2 separate regions of the Triticum aestivum genome follow, and region 2 is linked to region 1. The links are chromatin contacts, called in public Hi-C maps. All regions are on one chromosome and are shown on one strand. The core of a region is the stretch at or near the end of the contact, and the rest is flanking DNA. Distances in the headings are between cores, read along the strand shown.

The links. A called contact is a pair of places that touch in the nucleus more often than the background predicts.
Region 2: a Hi-C map of leaf shows a contact between it and region 1, with 3 times the contacts expected there. The contact joins the promoter of LOC123145561 here to the promoter of LOC123145559 in region 1. A contact is called at or near these places in 4 of 5 Hi-C or Micro-C datasets (leaf and an unstated tissue) and 1 of 1 datasets of contacts at active chromatin or transcription factors (leaf).

What each region holds. Positions count from the first base shown.
Region 1 is chr6D:425,653,288-425,659,132 of IWGSC CS RefSeq v2.1, reverse strand. LOC123145559 reads left to right here and starts at 3,515. Exons shown (of 23, transcript XM_044564991.1): 1 at 3,515-3,725; 2 at 3,890-3,966; 3 at 4,123-4,833; 4 at 5,516-5,697; 5 at 5,799-5,845. The coding sequence starts at 3,907.
Region 2 is chr6D:425,916,693-425,922,537 of IWGSC CS RefSeq v2.1, reverse strand. LOC123145561 (protein CURVATURE THYLAKOID 1D, chloroplastic) reads left to right here and starts at 2,842. Exons shown (of 4, transcript XM_044564995.1): 1 at 2,842-3,318; 2 at 4,287-4,391; 3 at 4,483-4,554; 4 at 4,639-4,864. The coding sequence starts at 2,977. The coding sequence ends at 4,695. LOC123145560 (multiple organellar RNA editing factor 3, mitochondrial) reads left to right here. Exons shown (of 4, transcript XM_044564994.1): 2 at 266-363; 3 at 453-518; 4 at 919-1,358. The coding sequence ends at 1,154.

The sequences.
Region 1 (5,845 bases), core at 2,266-4,765:
GTGGTTTTTTCTCTATCGCAACCTGCGTGGTAGCTTTAAGTTTCCCTTGAGCCCCGGTTCCAATTAAACTTTCAAATATTCAGCTCTGCCTCCACGCACTTCGCCAAGCGCACCACCAGTCCACCACTGTATACGTGCGTGCCGATAAAATCATGGTACAACGGCGTATCTGCGTACCAAAAAAGCCGCCACCGTGGCGTGCCCTGCCCGAACACCGGCTTTGCCAATCCACGGAAAGGGACGCGTAGTCCATCCACTCCCATTTGTCAATGCTACACCTACGTACGTAGGCTCTTACTTAATGTTACGTAATCTTCCTTTCTACTGCTTTCGTTCCTAAATATAAGACCTTTTAGAGATTTCACTATAAGCTACATATAGAGCAAAATGAGTGAATCTACACTCTAAAGTATGTCTATATACATCCGTATATAGTCCATAGTAGAATCTCTAAAAGGTCTTATATTTAGAAACGAAAGGAGTATAAACTAATCAGCCCTCTCCGATTTTCATGGGGTGGGCCTGAGCCGTTTTTACATCTAACCAAATCAGGCCACATAAGCTTTTACTTAAGTTTCATAAGACCTTTTATGTCGATGTAGCAAAACCTCTTCGAAATCACTAATTAAAGAGTACTCGTTGCAAAGAACATTCCACTTTCCCAGGTTGCGACAAGTGGCGCACATGCAGCGCGCGTCGCAACCTAGTAGTTTCCCCTTTTTCGTAAATTCGTTTATTCAAAACATTTTATCTCTTAAACCGTGCGTCCAAATCTTGAACCGTTTTCATCATTGAATTCCTCGCGTCGAGATCTTCAAAACTAGATCCCATGTTGATAGGTTTTGAAGAACTTTTTTTTCACGAAAAAAACCGGGCGAAAAAACCGAACCGGGAGCATGTTTTTTTCCTTTCCGAAAGAGGCACGCCTGTGCCTCTCGCGAAATCACAACCGTGCCTCTTGTGGAAGCAAAACCGTGACACTCGTGGAAGGAAAAAAACAGAAAACACATTTTTTTCCGTTTCCGAGAGGCACGACCGTGACTCTCGCGAAAGAAAAAAACAGAAAACGCGTATTTTTTTCCCTTTTCTAGAGGCACGACCGTGACTTTCGCGGAAGCAAAACCGTGACTCTCGAAAGAAAAAAAAACAGAAAACGCGTTTTGTTTTTCCCTTTCCGAGAGGCACGGCCGTGACTCTCGCGAAAGAAAAAAAACAGAAAACACGTTTTTTTCGTTTCCGAAAGGCACGGCCGTGACTCTCGCTAAAGCACAACCGTGCCTCTCGCGGAAGAAAAACCGTGACTTTCGCGAAAAGAAAAAAAACGTGTTTTTTGTGAATTTTTTTGATCGAAAAACTAAGAAAGACCGGAGGAAAACTAAAACGTCGAAAAACCCGAAAAAAACCGTTTAAAAAGCCGAAAGCGCGTGCGGAAAAATAAAAAAAACAAAATCCGAAGAGAGCATCCAGAGCGCGACACGTGACGAATGGCTGAGAGCACGCCAAGTGGCGCTGATCGTTGCGAGGCTCGTTAACTAGTTGCTGCCAAAACTCTTTTCAGGAAATCCTGCAGCTCCAGGAAAATTGCCGCGTCGGGTCTCAGCCTCCAGGCTCAGGTCCCATGTTACATGGACCTCTGCCCCTCGTCGCATATGCAGTTCTGCACTGCGTCCCGGCCCACTTGCTGTTAAAAGAAAACCAGAAACGGCAATGCTGCTGGAACCTCCGGCCGCCCCGGCCCTGACTGACATTCCTTACCGCCGAAGCAAGCAGTAGGATCTCGCGAGGAAGATGCTTCCGCTCCACGTGCCATGTTCACACCGCGCGGTAAACGACGATGCGAGCTGGGCAGGAAATTCCACGCAAGCTTGGACCGGCAGGTCAAGCGAGTGTCAGAATACTAATGATGAAATTAACGTGCAAATTAAGCGGCGGTTATGTGTAGTAAGTAGATTACCCGGACGGACGCAACCTTTCCATGGGTCCAGCTCGCGCTCGCAGCACGTTCCATGTGAGTTCAGGTCGACAGAGGTCGGGTGCATGGCGCGGCGAGCGGTCGCCCACCAAATCCTGCGGCATTTCTCTCGTCTCGTCTCACCCGACCCGACCGACCGGACTGCTCCCTTTTTCCTCAAGGGTCAAGGGAAAAAGCTTGGCAGCGCCATCGCGCGTGACTGCGGAATGCCCTGGATGATGATGGGAAGACGGACACCTAGTAATGCCTACATGTGCCGCTGTACACAAATAATTTGTGACGGCGACGTGCGAACCAACCCGGGAACACGAAGGAAATTCGAATTTTCGTACTAGTACTTGGGAGTGCAGCTAATGGATAAATTTCGGGGTGCGGCTAACATGGATATATATAGATAAGAGAGTCTAGAGTGTAGTTTATTTTAATTACCAGCAGTTTAAAGGAAAATGCAAAATGCCAAATAGCTGGAGCGGGGCGTGATGGCCACTTTGGCGGTTTGGCCACATGCTCCCCTGTGGCTCATCACCCCGTCCCCACCCGTACGCCCGTCACAGTCGCCTTAAAAAGGGAATCGCCGAAAGCTCGTAGCGTGTCACTGTGTGTCACTCCATCAGTGGCAATTCCTTCGTCGCACCGCCGAAATTTCTCCGAAGGGCCGAGGGCAAACCCGTCCGTCCGTCCACGACGTGTAGTACCAGGAAATTCCCATGCACCCTCGGACCACGCCGTTCGAAAAAGAGGCGCGGCACGCGGGCCCCGCGCTCATGTGCCCCACCCGACCCCACCCACGCGCCGCCCAAGCCCCCAACACGAGAACCAACGTCCCAGATTCCATCGAGTAGGAATGGACGGCGCAGTTTCCCCCTGGTGGGAGCGGTGTTTGTGGGGAGTGCGGGCGCGTTCACACGGGTCCACTTCACTCCGCAGCAGCACCGCGCCACGCCCGGTCTACCCGGTCGTCGTCGCGCTCGCCCACTTCCCACCATCAACCCCACGTCGTTCGACCGTTACGAGTGAGGGGGGCGGAGCCCCCGGCTGACGCCGTCAACGCCGGCCGCCGCGGCGCCCGCGCCCGCCCGTTGGGGCTGACGCACGCGCCCGTCCTCTCCTGCTACTCCAAGAAACGGAAGACGAGATGATTTCCTCCCCATTTTCGCCGATAACCCCCTCCATTCCCCCAAATCACGCATACCTCCACGTAGGAAGCTGTACGCATCTCCATTACCGTGACGGAAAAGATACTCGCGAGAGATCGAAGAGGAGATACGTGAGGATAGTGTGATCCGTTCCAACCCCGCGAAGTAGATGGTTTCCATGTGTGCGCGGATACAGTTCCGTGGCGGGGCGCGTGCGTGCGTGCGAAGATCATATCACCTGCCTCTATGACTTTCCAAAAACGGGCAGGGGCTTAACTGCAAAGTCCGCCGCCGTCGTCTCCGTCACGTTATTAATTCGAAATTAAAAACCACTACGGGAGCAGCAGCAGTGGTTTTTTTCTCCCTCGCCACTAAATAAATAAATAAACTCCTCTTTGTCCCTTTGCTTTGCTCCCCCTTCTCCTCCCAGACCTTTCTTTTCTCCCCCACCACCACTCGGCGCTGCTTCTCCACGCTCCCATCGCTGTCGCCCTCCTCTCGCACTCTCGCAGCAGGAATTCGAAGCTGTTGCCTCCCAGCGAATTCAAACCCCGGGCGGGGCAGGAGGGAGGAGCGGCCGCCGCCGAGCCCGCGCCGACGATTTGGTGGCGTACCGGGTAAGCTGCGGGCGGTTTTCGTTTCGGCTCCCGGATCCGCGTGCTCGAGGCGGCATTTCGGGGAGGTTTTTTTTTCCCCTCGTTCGCCGCGATTCACGGGCGCGGCATTTGGGTGGGAGTTTTGCTGATTCGGTGCGCGGATTTGTTGGCGGTGCGTGCGGCAGGGCGGCCGGGGATTTGCATGCCGGCGATGATGTTCACGGAGGGGCTGGATCGGGACGCGCTCAAGTGGGTGCGCGAGGTGAGTGCTCTCCCTGGTCTCCTCGTCCTCGCCGCCGCGGCGGTTTTCCTCGGCTCAACTGAACCCTAGCTGGGGTTGAGTGAGTCCGTTGTCGTTCCGGAGCTGCCGCTGCTCCCGTCTCTGACCAGTGCTGGTTGGTTGGTGCGAATGCTGCAGGGCCAGGGCGCGGGCGCGGGGGCGGGGGCGCTGCACAGCCACGGCCGCATGGACGCGCTCCGGGCCGCGCGCGGCGCGGGCGGCCTCGGCCTCGGCATGCCGCCGCCGGAGAAGTACAGGAGCGGCCACCTGCCGCGCGCGTCCGTGCCGCTGCGCCCCACCGACGACGGGAGCGCCTCCACGGCCTCCGACATGGACGAGTCCTCCGACGCCGAGGAGGTCGAGGTCTGCAGCGGCGGCAGGTACTCCGTCGACTCCTCGCCCCGCCACCGCGACGACGCCCCACGCCGCACCGCCGTGCCCCTGTACCGGTACGCCAACGTGCCCGGGCAGCAGAACTACTACTCCAGCGACGGCTACTCGGATCTGAGCTCGTCGAGGGACACGGCGCTTCCAAGGGGGAAGCCGCAGCAGGCGCGGCGGCCAGAGGCGCGCGCTGCTGCTGCGTACGTCGAGGAGGAGGAGTACTCGGACTCTGCGGGCAGCTCCGAGTTCTCGAGCCAGGTGTCGGGGCGGAACAATGGCGTGGCCTCCAAGGGTGGGTACGCATCTGACTACTCGCATACCGGGCCAGTCCGGAGAGAAGCGAACAATGCGGTTCCTAAGGCGGCTCGTACGGCAGCTCAGCCTTCAAACTCGAGAGCTTACCAGCCGGAACACTACTCTGCTCATGTCCCTGCTCGGGTCGATGTCAAATCTTCTCCTAAAATGGTTAGTTCTCTGTGCTAATTGATGAACTGTTCTCATTTTCTTTAGTCCTGCTTCATCCTCTGCCATATCAAATGCGTGAATGGCACTAGTTCCACTCCTCGGCTGCATATGAAAGTTCTGACATTTTTTCTGATTTCACAATCATTCCTACTTGGTACAATAATATGGCCGAATAGATAATCTTTGCACTTGCACTAGGCAATGCATTGTAATTGCTCGACATAGCGATATTGCAACAAATATTCTGCTCATAGAACAAACCTTCTCCAGATACTACTGTTAAGATACACAAGCTGTTTGTTGGTATCTGCTTAAGGATGACATGCTTCTGCATTTAGTCCACTTGGATAATGATCTGGCCAATCTTTTTCCCCCTCAATTATTAGGAGAAACTCGATTTTGCTTTACAATTGTGATCTGGATATTCACTCTCCTTTGGAAAATGCAAGAAAAATTCAATTCCGCAACTGCATCATAATCGTATTTGTCTTTGATTCTAATCCATGATGTAACCTAGGATCCAAAATTGCTGCCAAAAATTGATTCTTTTTTCTGGGTCTTTTGGGCCCATAGGCTGCAAGGGTCATCTATTGCCATGCTTTCTAGAATACATGTGATGTTATGATACCGTTCTTACATAATTGAGTAGATTTTGCTGATGAATCGAATGGGTTGTGTGCAGGATGGTTCATCTGATGTCCCGAGTGCCCCACCAATACATGGTTATAGTCAGGAAACTTCACCAGCTCCTCAAAGTGATACCAGAACTTGTGCAAAAGCAAGTGCATCGGATGGTTCAACTGTCAAAAAGGAGGACCATGGTGATGGTATTGTGGGAGCTGACTTACCCGAAAAAACTGATAGGTAGCTTTCGTAATACTGGATGCTCGATCAAACCATTATTCAGGAATTAATTGTATTTCTTCTGCTGGCATGTCGTTCTGACTATTTGTTCTACCATGTAGCAGCGCTTTGAATGGAAGGCACACCAGCAGACCATCTAGTTCAATTC
Region 2 (5,845 bases), core at 1,593-4,092, 260 kb before region 1:
ATGCTATGGCGAAGTAAAATGCTTGTTAACTTTGTGTGAACAAGGCTGTCCATCATTGAAGATCCATTTCTGGGGTTTGAATGTAGTATTATGTTTACCCTTATCGATCCATTTCTTAGTTTTATGTTTCACGCTCTAACTACTAACTTTAGGCTATGTGTATCTTCTAGTGCATTCTTCTAGGTTGACGTGTGCTCTTTTAATGAATTTTCATGCTCTAATAAGTTATAACTGAATGGATATGGATTTTAATTGTTTTAAACAGTGAGGAGGAGGCAAAGAAGAAGATCTACTCAGTATGCACTACAACTTACACAGGGTTTGGTGCGTTGATTTCAGAGGAGCTATCATACAAAGTTAAAGGTGAAAATTGCGTGGCTCTACTTTTCTGCAAGATATTATTGCCAAATCATGTTTCGACTGAATTTTGTATTGTTATTGTTGCTACTTAGGATTGCCGGGAGTTCTTTGGGTATTACCTGATTCATATTTGGATGTGCCTAACAAGGATTATGGAGGTTAGTGCTTGTCGTTACTTATTCTCATGTACTAACTTCCACACCTGGCTTAATGCTTTGATCATATTACGTAGAAAATGCAGAAGCACTTGTATATGTGGTACATGTACTACTTAGCCCTCCATATGTACCGTGATATTTTGCAAGGACATTTTTTTTGTAAAGATGGGAGTTTGGTCTTTATGGAAGTCTAAATTAATCTCTGAGGCATATTTGATGATGATGGTAGTACTTGTGCTTACATATACATCATTACATCTGCAAGTGGAGGAAATCCATTTTCTATCATGTATGTTGTTCTTCCCTGTGCACCTTACGTCCTAACGTTGTTTTTCATCTCACCCAAATTATATGTTGTTATCATTCGCTCTTACTTATATTAGGCTACTACTTCAAGCAGGTGATCTCTTTGTAGATGGCAAAGTCATTCATAGGCCACAATTTCAGTTCACTGAGAGGCAGCAGGTAAGGAGTAGGCCTCGTCCCCGCTATGATAGGCGACGAGAGACTATGCAGGTTGAGCGAAGAGAGACTATGCAGAGAGGTCCTTCAGTACAAGAGCACAGGCCTCCATTTTCTCAGCAGGTTGCTCACAATAATGGGCAGCATGAAATCGTACCGCCAGGAAGGAACTAACTTCATTCTACATTAGTATGGATAATGAGGTTGGGAGTTACCCTTCTCTTTTCCTTATACTGAACTTTGTTTTGCATTGTAGCAACAAAAAGTAGAAAAGACCGCTCTGTGCAATGTCATGATTTGGTGCTTTTCAAAGCTTCTTTTTATGCAAACGAGGAAGGGAATGATTTTTTCTTGAATCAATAAATGCAAATTTATAAATTTCAGCACTCCTTAAACTTGGTTTTAAATGTTAGACTAGAATTCAGTAAGTTGGTCAGGATCGACATCTACCGGCAACGTCAGCAACACTTCAATTTGAGTTCAGATCAAGGGCCCGCGGGCCAAGTAGTTTGTTATCAACGGCGCGCAGGTCAGCTAGTTTGTTGTCTAAGGAGTTGGAAGCAGGATGTCCGCTGCCTTGTGTACTACTCCCTCCGTTCCTAAATATAAGTCTTTGTAGAGATTTCACTATGGACTATATACGGATGTGTATAGATGCATTTTAGAGTGTAGATTCGCTCATTTTGCTCTGTATGTAGTCCATAGTGGAATCTCTGCAAAGACTTATACGACTTATATTTAGGAACGGAGGGAGTATATACCAGATTATGGAGGCATTCTGTGGTGGAATGTACTATGCCCAAGTGCATTTGGGCATTGGCTACAAAAGAGGTAGCAGAACAGGTGGTGCTGACCCAGGAAATCAAAGCGAGGGATTGGATATTCTCTCTAATTGACAAACTGCCCCACTGTGAGTTAATGGAGGCATTAGTCACCCTTTGGGCGATTTGGCATGCTCAAAAGAAAGCTATTTAAGAAAATATTATATCCCAAAGCCGTCTCTCGATGAAGGGTTTTGTTGAAAGCTGTATGGCAGAGCTAGATGTTCTACAGTAGACGAATATGGCTGGTACAGAGAGTGCGCCCACTACTAATGGGATACGTCCGCCCTGAGGTCGGGTTAAGATCAATGTTGATGCAGCCACTGGTAAGACTAAGTTTAAGGGTGTGTTTGATAGGTTGCACTTTGAAGTCTTTGCATCTATGGCTTAGTTGGGCGAGTAAATACAGGTCAGAGATCATGTTGTGCATATTGTTTGGTAGTCATGTATGGCGATCACCCATATTTATGAATCTCCTAGAGTTGCCCCAAGGGACATGATTTTTTTTCTTTAATGTTGGCAGTCAGGCCTGCCAATGACATGAATTTCATATTGCCCAACGAGGTACATGCGTCGGCGCAAGTCAAGTGCACAAGATGTTACCTCCCATTCAACTTAAATGACACAGCCTATATAGGATGTCAATTTTGCATTAGGCCGCGTGGCGCAGAATTAAATTAAAGCCAGGCAAGTCATTTTAGAATTAAAGCCAGACAAGTCATTTTCAAAACAGAGGAACGGAGAAACCAGGGCGCTCCACCTGTACCAGCACAACCACTATTCATGCCATTGTTTTCTAGCACAATGAATTCCGGTACATTCCAGAGGCCGCTGGAACCGTACGCTGATTTATACAGATCCCAAAACCATCATTAATTCCCAAAAGCAAAAACGGAGAAAAGGAGATCCGGCCAAAGCCAAAGAGCGCAACGAGAAGCACGGGCGCGGGGCCGAGAAAAGCGACTCCTGTTGTGTTCCCAACGGCAAAGACAAACCACCACCGGCACTGGTACTGCACTACACACTGCGTCAGTGTGGAGCACACAGCTGTGCGTCAGCGAGGCAGCCAGCCCACCACCCCTCATCCTCCCCGCGAGCTCACCAAAACCTCAAACCCCAGCCAGCCTGTCCGCCTCCACAGAAAAGTAAAGGCAGCAGGAGAGGGAGAGGAAAAAATGGAGGTCCTCGTCTCCACCACCGCGGCCTCGGCTCCCTTATCCTCCGCCCGCGTCCACCGCCGGCCGCTCACCCGCTCCGTGGCCTTCCGCGCCCCGGGCCGACGAGGCTGGCGCTGCCGCTCCGCCGCGCCGACCAGGCCCGACCCGGTGCCGTCCGAGGAGCCTGCGTCGGCGTCGGGGTCCGCGACCGCCACCACCGTCGTCACGGACAAGCCCGACGCGCCGGCTGCGGAGGAGAAGAGCGGGGAGGTCTCCGGTGGATTTGTGGAGGTGATGGTGGAAGATGCGCCGGTGTCGTCGCCCGAGGAGGACGGCGGCGTGGACGACATACTGGGCAAGGTTTACTCCTCCTCCTTTGCTGCTTTGCTTTTCTATCTGTTTCTTTTTACAGAATACTACTCCGTATAAGGTAGCCAGCCCAAATTGGGTGGAAATCCTGAGATCCTCCCCACTCCTACGTTTGCAAAGATGGACACTTACAGAATTCAAAATCGACCACCTAATGCTTTTGGGGTTGCATCAAACTGAAACAGCGTCTTCTTGCATCAAACTGAGATAGTGTTAGTGTGGCCACTGATGCAGGAAATAATGATGCTTTTGAGCAGGATAAACATTTACGCACTTCCTATGGGATGGCTCATACGACATATTACTAGTGTAGTAACGGTAACTGGACCGCCTCATTGAGTCATTACAAATGACAATAGCAGTGATATGAAAGAGTCGATAGAGTATAAAATTAAAATGCCGAACCAACCACTGAAAAATGCAAAGTCGAGCAGTAGAAAATGCAATTAATTTTCCTGACTCTTATGACAAAATGGCTGTTCAAGCTTACGGTAGATCTCGGTGTGGCTGTTCAAAAGAAACAAGACCAAAAAAGTACAGCATGGATGTGCAAAAATGACTCTGCCGCCGACTTGCAAATGCGATGTGAGATGCCCTAAGCAGGGCAGCTATGATCTACTCCAAGATACACCGACCTCCATTTGCACAAACCGTTATGAAGTTGCACTGTACTAATCAGATGCCACGCAAGATAACTTAATTCTGTTGGTGAAATGCAGCTAGAATGTAGTGTGACGTATCAAAGTGTCAACATACTGTGCATTCGTTGTTTCTGTTCGTCTCAACTCAGAAGAGAGTATATGCATCACATTAACCTCAATTTTCTACTTTCCAGGTTGAACTTAATAAGAATACTATGTGCCTTTGATTGTTCTTGAATACACTTTGCAGTCTTGGAACCAGCTGATTGCTATTTGTTGCTCACACAGTCGCACTTACTTTGGGCTTGCTCATTTCAGTTGGACATCCAAGTGACGCCCACTTCTGTCATCCTCGGAGGCGGTGCTTTGATTGCTCTGTTGGTCCTATCTAAAATCATTTCTGCAATTGATTCCGTTCCCCTGGTACGTGGTTATGCCATCGCGGGATAGATCTGTGTGTACTCAAAAACTTACTGCTCCACGTATGATAAACCGTGCGAATTACCTGTTGCAGCTTCCAAACGTGCTGGAAATCGTAGGAACTGGCTACTCAGTCTGGTTCATCACACGGTACCTCCTCTTTAAGGTATGTTCCCAATTATATCATCACAGAACCAGTGTCAGCCATGCCCGGTGTGCGCGCTTAATGATCGGCTTTCACTATGCGCAGGAAAGCAGAGACGAACTGTTTGCGAAATTTGAAGATCTGAAAAACAATATCATTTGAGCAGGGGGAGAGTGATGCGTTAGCATACGTTTAGGCTTCACAGCCAGCTTATTATTTTAGGCCGTCTTCTTTTTTCAACTATTGCTGGAAGAAAGAAACAAGTTGTGTTGTAAGCTGTTCCCTCTCATCAACTGCAATGGGAGATCTGTTTACTAGTGTGCTTGCTCGAGTCTTCCTGGTTGCGTTTACTCGACCCAGCGTTCATAATCCTGACTAGAAGCGCCAAAATGTTAAAATGTTGGATGGATTATTTCCAGTAACCTTTTCACCCGTTTCTTCTAATTCTTCTTGGCAAGATTTAAAGTCACTCCCAACGATTTACAATGTTAACCCTCCAAATTTGTTGGCAAAATTCTGAGCTGAAAATGAGGCGGGCTGACAAAGTTTGAGGGTGATTTCTGGGGCTGTTTAAAAAAAAAATTGATTTCTGGGGCTGGAGGGCCTATACACTACGTGTCTACATGTGAGTGCTTCAGGCGAGAGAATATAGCCACATCATCAACCCCCTTGTAAACTTTATCTGCTCCAATGCGAGCCCCCTCATCTTTGGTGCTTAGATAATTTATCACATGCATTCATACTCTTAAGATGTGCTTATGTACAACAGTACAGGTTAAATATAACCACTTCTTGAGCATTGGTGCCCAATCAAGCACTCGAGCTTCAGAATAATAAGCACCAATGTATTACTCCCTCCGTTCCTAAATACAAGTCTTTGTAGAGATTTCATTATGAACCACATACGGATGTATATAGATGCATTTTAAGTGTAGATTCACTCATTTTGCTCCGTATGTACTCCACAGTGAAATCTCTCCAAAGACTTATATTTAGGAACGGACGGAGTATTAGGTAAGAGAAAACTGATTCATTTCACTGAGCATTTCTCCAAGCAAAAGATACTTCGGAAGTTACTTGGCGACCAATTGTCACTCCTATAAGATGCTCTCACTCTATAAACAAATATAAGACGTTTTAGATCACTAGTAACCTAAAATACCTTATATTTGTTTACAGAGGGAGTAAGTGAAAAGGAAAATACTAATGCCAGGACTAATAACCATATCTATTTTTCCCTTGTAAGGGAAGAAGTTCAGGGAGTAAAGAACACAGCGGTAAACAGTAAGCATTTTCTGGCATCCAGCCACAC